Regions from separate parts of the Mus musculus genome. Here region 1 is linked to region 2. Evidence: chromatin contacts called from public HiChIP or PLAC-seq data. All regions are on one chromosome and are shown on one strand. The core of a region is the stretch at or near the end of the contact, and the rest is flanking DNA. Distances in the headings are between cores, read along the strand shown. Region 1 overlaps Ttc33 (tetratricopeptide repeat domain 33). Region 2 holds the start of Prkaa1 (protein kinase, AMP-activated, alpha 1 catalytic subunit).

The links. HiChIP or PLAC-seq counts read pairs in DNA pulled down with a chosen protein or histone mark.
Region 1: a contact with region 2 is called in an HNF4G HiChIP or PLAC-seq map of pancreatic cancer cells. The contact joins the enhancer-like site here to the promoter of Prkaa1 in region 2. A contact is called at or near these places in 4 of 39 promoter capture datasets (hematopoietic stem and progenitor cells, liver and trophoblast stem cells), 2 of 484 Hi-C or Micro-C datasets (CD4 T cells and ventricular fibroblasts) and 5 of 115 datasets of contacts at active chromatin or transcription factors (CD8 T cells, embryonic stem cells, extraembryonic endoderm stem cells and 1 more).

The regions. Positions count from the first base shown.
Region 1 is chr15:5,204,172-5,206,871 of GRCm38.p6, reverse strand. All of the region lies in intron 2 of Ttc33 (tetratricopeptide repeat domain 33), which reads right to left. Among named protein-coding and RNA genes, the nearest start is that of Ttc33, 20 kb to the right of the region's middle. Within about 2 kb of position 1,426, at least 10 of the 459 cell types and tissues checked have an H3K27ac peak or open chromatin away from gene starts, as enhancers often do. A contact at or near this core is called in pancreatic cancer cells, where this site is marked.
Region 2 is chr15:5,142,516-5,145,215 of GRCm38.p6, reverse strand. Prkaa1 (protein kinase, AMP-activated, alpha 1 catalytic subunit) reads right to left here and starts at 1,355. Exons shown (of 9, transcript NM_001013367.3): 1 at 1,221-1,355. The coding sequence starts at 1,347.

The DNA.
Region 1 (2,700 bases), core at 177-2,676, 62 kb before region 2:
CAATGTTAATGACTGCTCTTCTTTCCAGGTACTTGAGCACGTCTGCAGTCCCAGGGCTGTGAATCACTGACAATCTCTGTCATGTGCCATTGTGTACTATCTTCTCTTAAATCATTTCTTGTTGTTTTCAAGACCCTTCACTTTCTCAGTATGTGTTTTGTATGTACAATGCACAATACCTGGTAATAAACAACTGCTATTCATATTCTCTAATATAAATTATAATCATATAATACATATAATAGTGTGTGTGTGCGCGCGTGTGTGCATAGTGTACACTTGTGCTGATGTGTGTGTGCAGGCGTTAGGACAGCATCCTCCTTTATTGCTGTCGATGTTATTTCCTTGAGACAGGTCTTTTCTGAGCCTGAAAAATGCAGGTTTTGTAAGGGTAGTTGGCCAGTGAGCTCCTGGGATCCACTATCTCACAGTCAACAAAGCGGGGATCACAGGCACACATGTGCAGGTTTTAAATGAGTGCTGGAGATTTGGACAAAGGTCCTTACGCTTATTCAGCAAGAATTCTTATCAACTGAGTCATCTCCCCATCTAACTCACAAACTTTTTATTGCTATTTTAGAGTTCATTTCTTATACTTAGGAGAGCAAGTTTACTGTATCTTGTACAATCACCAGAAGTGAAACTCCATACATCCTGTTCTCACTGTCTCCCTTCAGCACACCAGAGGCAACTCAAGAGACTAACCTAAACCATCCAGGTTGTTATTTAGTCCAATTCTTTTTCTTTATACCACATGCATAATTGTGTGGGCCTTAAACATATTTCTCACTTTTCCATTGCACTTGGACACAGCAAAGAGATTTGTGAGTTATATGTTAGCAAACGCTAACAGTCACTGAGCAGACTGCAGTGCCAGTTACGTGACCTTCATTACTCTACTGGAACTGGACCCTCACCAGAACCCCAGGTGGCATTAGTCATTATCTCCACTTCATAAATAAGAGAGCTGAAGATTAAAGAAGCTACCTTCCCAAATATAGCTAATGCTGCAGCTACAAGGGTCGGGTAGGATTTGAAGGCACCAAGTGTAACATCAGAGCCTCATGCTAAGCCACACTTGGTCCTATTTCCTCACAAGGCATCCTTTTCAAAAGGCCATGTAAGTTTTTGTAAGTATACTCCATGATGCAGTCTTCAGAGGTTATACATGATATTCATGTATACACATGAAACTGCCTAGCGATCCACATCTCAGAACATGTCCACTACATTACAGAAAATATGCTGCATGTAAAGACCCGGACTCCGTAAAGCCAGGGGGTGGGGGTGGGGTGGCTCCATCAGGAAAGTGCTTGCTGCACAAGCCTGAGGGCGTGAGTGCAGTTCCTCTGCACACACATAAACCTCAAACACAGCACAAGCTTTTGAAATATCACCACTGTGGTGACAGACAGGAGGATCTCCCGGATGGACTGGCCAGCCAAGGTAAGTCTCATACCATCTTGACAAAGCACAAAGAGTGCATAGTGGGAGTGTGCTTTACGAAGTTTGCTTTTATACTCATTAAAGGCGTGGCGGTCAAACCACAGGTTTGTGTTTTGTTGGTTTTTTTTGGTTTTCCGATCAGAGTTTCTCCGTGGAGCCCTGGCTGTCTTGGAACTCACTCTGTAGACCAGGCTGGTCTGTGCTCAAAGCTTAACTACGAGTTAAATGTTCAATTAAAGGAAGGCGGTAACCTCTGATTCCAGCCAAATCATACAGAAATAAGTAAGCCTAGACCACTGTTAGAGCCTTTTGGGGCTTTGAGGGGCTTTTGCAACCAGTTCTTATACAATGTAGCCTTGGCTGGCCTGGAACTTACTACATAGGCCAGGGTAGCCTCAAAGTCCGATCCACCTGCCTCTGACTCCTGAGTGCTGAGATTACAGGAATGTACCACTGAGCCCAGCTCCTTCATAACCTGCAGCTCACAGAATTCCTCGATGAAAAGACATCTACCTGAGCACTGTTTAATTCTAGGTGAAAGGCTTCTAATAATGTGGGGACCGTGTGGCCACCTTCCCCCCTCATTACTCAGACTACCTCCTTATTCGTCTCAGCTGTTTGTCAGTATCGTTTTACCATGTTTTCTATTCTTGAGTTTCTTGCATGAAATACAATCCCATGCACCCCATTACCCTCCTGCAGCCCCCCTCACCCCCTAACAGGTTCCCTCCCAATTTTTCTTCCCTCCTCTTCTCCACAGCCCAGGAGGTCCAATCAGAGCTACCCATGTAAGCATGGTTGCTGGACTGCACAGGAGGGTGGGCAACCTGCCAGCTCTACCCCAACTTTATGACGCATCAGCACAATTCTGGGTTGTTCCCCAAGAAATCACAAACCTCGGTTTTTAAATGTATTGTACTTTTTATACACATATGAAACATTCCTCCATTCCTTTAGACCAAAAGATTCTCTCTATAGCATACTTGCTTAAAGACTGACTATTATACAGTTATAGGAGATATTATAGTTACTCAGTAGCACCTTTGTTGGTAGGTATTAGAAACTGGGTTTTAACCAGTCCTTTTTTCAAGTGAAGGAAGACCACAAGTTCTTTCACCCAGGCCATAGCTACCTGGAACAAAGAAAACTATGTAATCCAAACAAGCCAAGCCATTGTCTAGTTGACTCTGTATAACTTCTATGGCCTGGTCCAACCGGCATAAGCCTATCAGATTCCTCTTTGTGGAATCTGAA
Region 2 (2,700 bases), core at 106-2,605:
CACTGTCTGGCTTGCTGATTTTCCTAGGTAGGTTTAGGCATTTGCTCCCCTGAGGGTAACACAGCAACTTTCCGTTTAGGACTGGGAAAGGGCAAGAGAAGGAAGGGCTCTTTCTGCCCTCCTGGGAGAACGGAGCTCAGTTAGCTTGCTGTGTAATTTGACAAACTTTTTCACTTCAATCAAATATCTACTAAGGAGCTTACTATATATGCAGGCCATAGTCTATTATTTCTCCAAAACCAATGTATGAATTATTTCTTATCAGCTCCAAACTTCCTTCCTCTAAATACTTAATAGCAGGCTTAAATATTTTAAAGGGGAAAAAAGTCCACCTCACAAAGGTTGTAATCAGAATTTTCCTTGTCACAGGTGGTGGGCTAGAGTAGTTAGTTGAAGACAGAATGCTTGTGCTTTTGCTAAGGCGGTAACAGGGGATTCTACCAAAACGAACAAAAAGTCCAAATGATGTGCACTGAATTACTAAAATATAAATATACTGTGAGAATAAACGGAAACTATACCTATAAGCTAATAAATACCATCTGGAGTTAACATATGCCCTACCTACCAGGTATAGCTCTCGGAAACCGCAAAACTTCCGAAAACGGAATCACTTAAAAGCAGCATCTGCATCCAACTGTAAACCACGCATAGGAAACACCGCGCCAGTTCACAGGCATATGCATCAAAAGTCCTGACGGAGATCAATAGTCCTAACAAGGGCATTACTATTTCTGAAAGGTATCTCCACAGCTACCTTGCTTTTGGAAGAACACATTTCGATTCAGGAAACCGAAGAAGCACTTTAGTCCACAACCTCCTAAAAGCGAGGCAGCGACAACTCCGAGGACCGCCAGGGCGCGATGGGCTGGCTCTGCGCCAAGGGCACACAGGGGATCAGAAGACCACAAGAGACCCCCTCGTCCGCGCCGGGCGCCCCCGCGCGCTCAGTGCCCAACTCCCTCGCCTGGGAAAGTTGCACCCAGAGCCATCCCCGCCCCTCCGGCGCCGCGCCGTCGCCATGGCGACCGCCCCCACCCCACCGCGGCGGACCCCACAGCTCTGCAGCCCGCGGCAGCCTCGGGCTCCGCTCCCAGCGCCGCCCGGACCGGGGATACGGAGCCCAGACACCCGGAAGGCGGGCGCGGGGGAGGATGCGGAGTGCGAAAGGCGCAGTCGCTCGCCGTTCGCCGGGTCCGCGCTGGCCCGGGCGTCCTCACCCTTCACTTTCCCGAAGGTGCCGACACCAAGCGTGTCCCCCAGGATGTAGTGGCCGATCTTCACCCGCCCGTCGTGCTTCTGCTTCTCGGCCGTCGCCATCTTTCTCCAGGAACTGAGTCTGCGCATGGCGCCGCGGGAGGGGGCGGAGGGGGCGGGCAGGGCCGCGCCGGGGGCGGGCGGGCGCCGAGGGGGTGGGGACGCGGGTGCGCCGCGGTGGGGCGCAGTCGCCGGCCACCGCCCGCGCAGGCCCCGCAGTCCCCGCAGCCGGCCGCCGAGCGCACTCGCTCCCCCTGGCGGGCTAGGCGGCGGGAGCGGCGCCGGTACTCGCCTCGGCGCCCCGCATCCCTCTGCGCGCGCCCGCGCTTCTGCGCGCGGGAGGGCTTCCCCCGCCGCGGAGCCGACCGCGGCCACCCGAGGGTCTGTGGGTGCGGTACAGCACCCCACCCCCGTAATTCCCAGGAGGACGATGCTTGCTTACACGTTGCCCGGGGATAGCGCGGCGTGCTTTGAAACAAGACAGGGGACACCGCCCTACCACTGACTTGAAATCTTGATTTTCATCTCATCTCGGTGTCATCTGGAAGCCAAGGGTGTTTTCACTTGCACTTTTAATACTTACCACTGCTTTAAACAAAAAAAAACTCTGAGCCAGTAAATTACTATGGGACACCGCACATCCTGGAGAGACTTCCTAGGAAATTTGCTACCGTCAAATTTCCCCTGTGGAATGTGTGTGAGCTATGTGAATTCCAGAAAGAGGTGTTATCCCGAACTTATCGTGTTTAGAAACTAATATTTTTACATTTTCAATAAAATGTACATTTTCAGTCCACTTGAAAAAGTGTGTTGTTTGTATAAATGGAGCCATATCCAGTCACCAAAGAAGTGTGTTTATTTGTAACAGGATTTTGAAGTGAATCTGTTACTCAGTTCTAACAATAGGTAAAAATATATATGTCATCCTTCGATTTTGCAATTTGAATCTCTATCAATGTCGATGGAGAAAAAGGATGGAGTTTTGTTTTTGTGGTTTTTTTTTTTTTTTTTTTTTTTTTTTTGGAGACGAAAAATGTCATTTTTCTTTGGGATGAAAATTACCAACACTCCTAGTTTTCCCATATTCTGGCTTATGACATCAAAGCAATGTAACATCAAACGCTTTTGTTCCAAGAAAAAGTATTCAGGGGGAAGAAAGCTGCTTTAAGGTTTGAGCAATAGTTCTCAACCTTCTTAATGCTATGACCCTTAATACAGTTCCCCATGTTGTGGTGACCCGTCTCCCATCATAAAGGTATTTTCAATGCTATTTCATAGCTTTTTTTTTTTTTTGCTACTTTTATGAATCGCAATGTAAATATCATTGTTTCCTGATGATCTAAGGGGGTTGATCCCGTAGTGGGTCGTGACCCACGGGTTGAGAAACACCTGCTTCTCCGCCAAGAACAATAACTGGGAGCAATCTTCGTTAATCAACTCTCT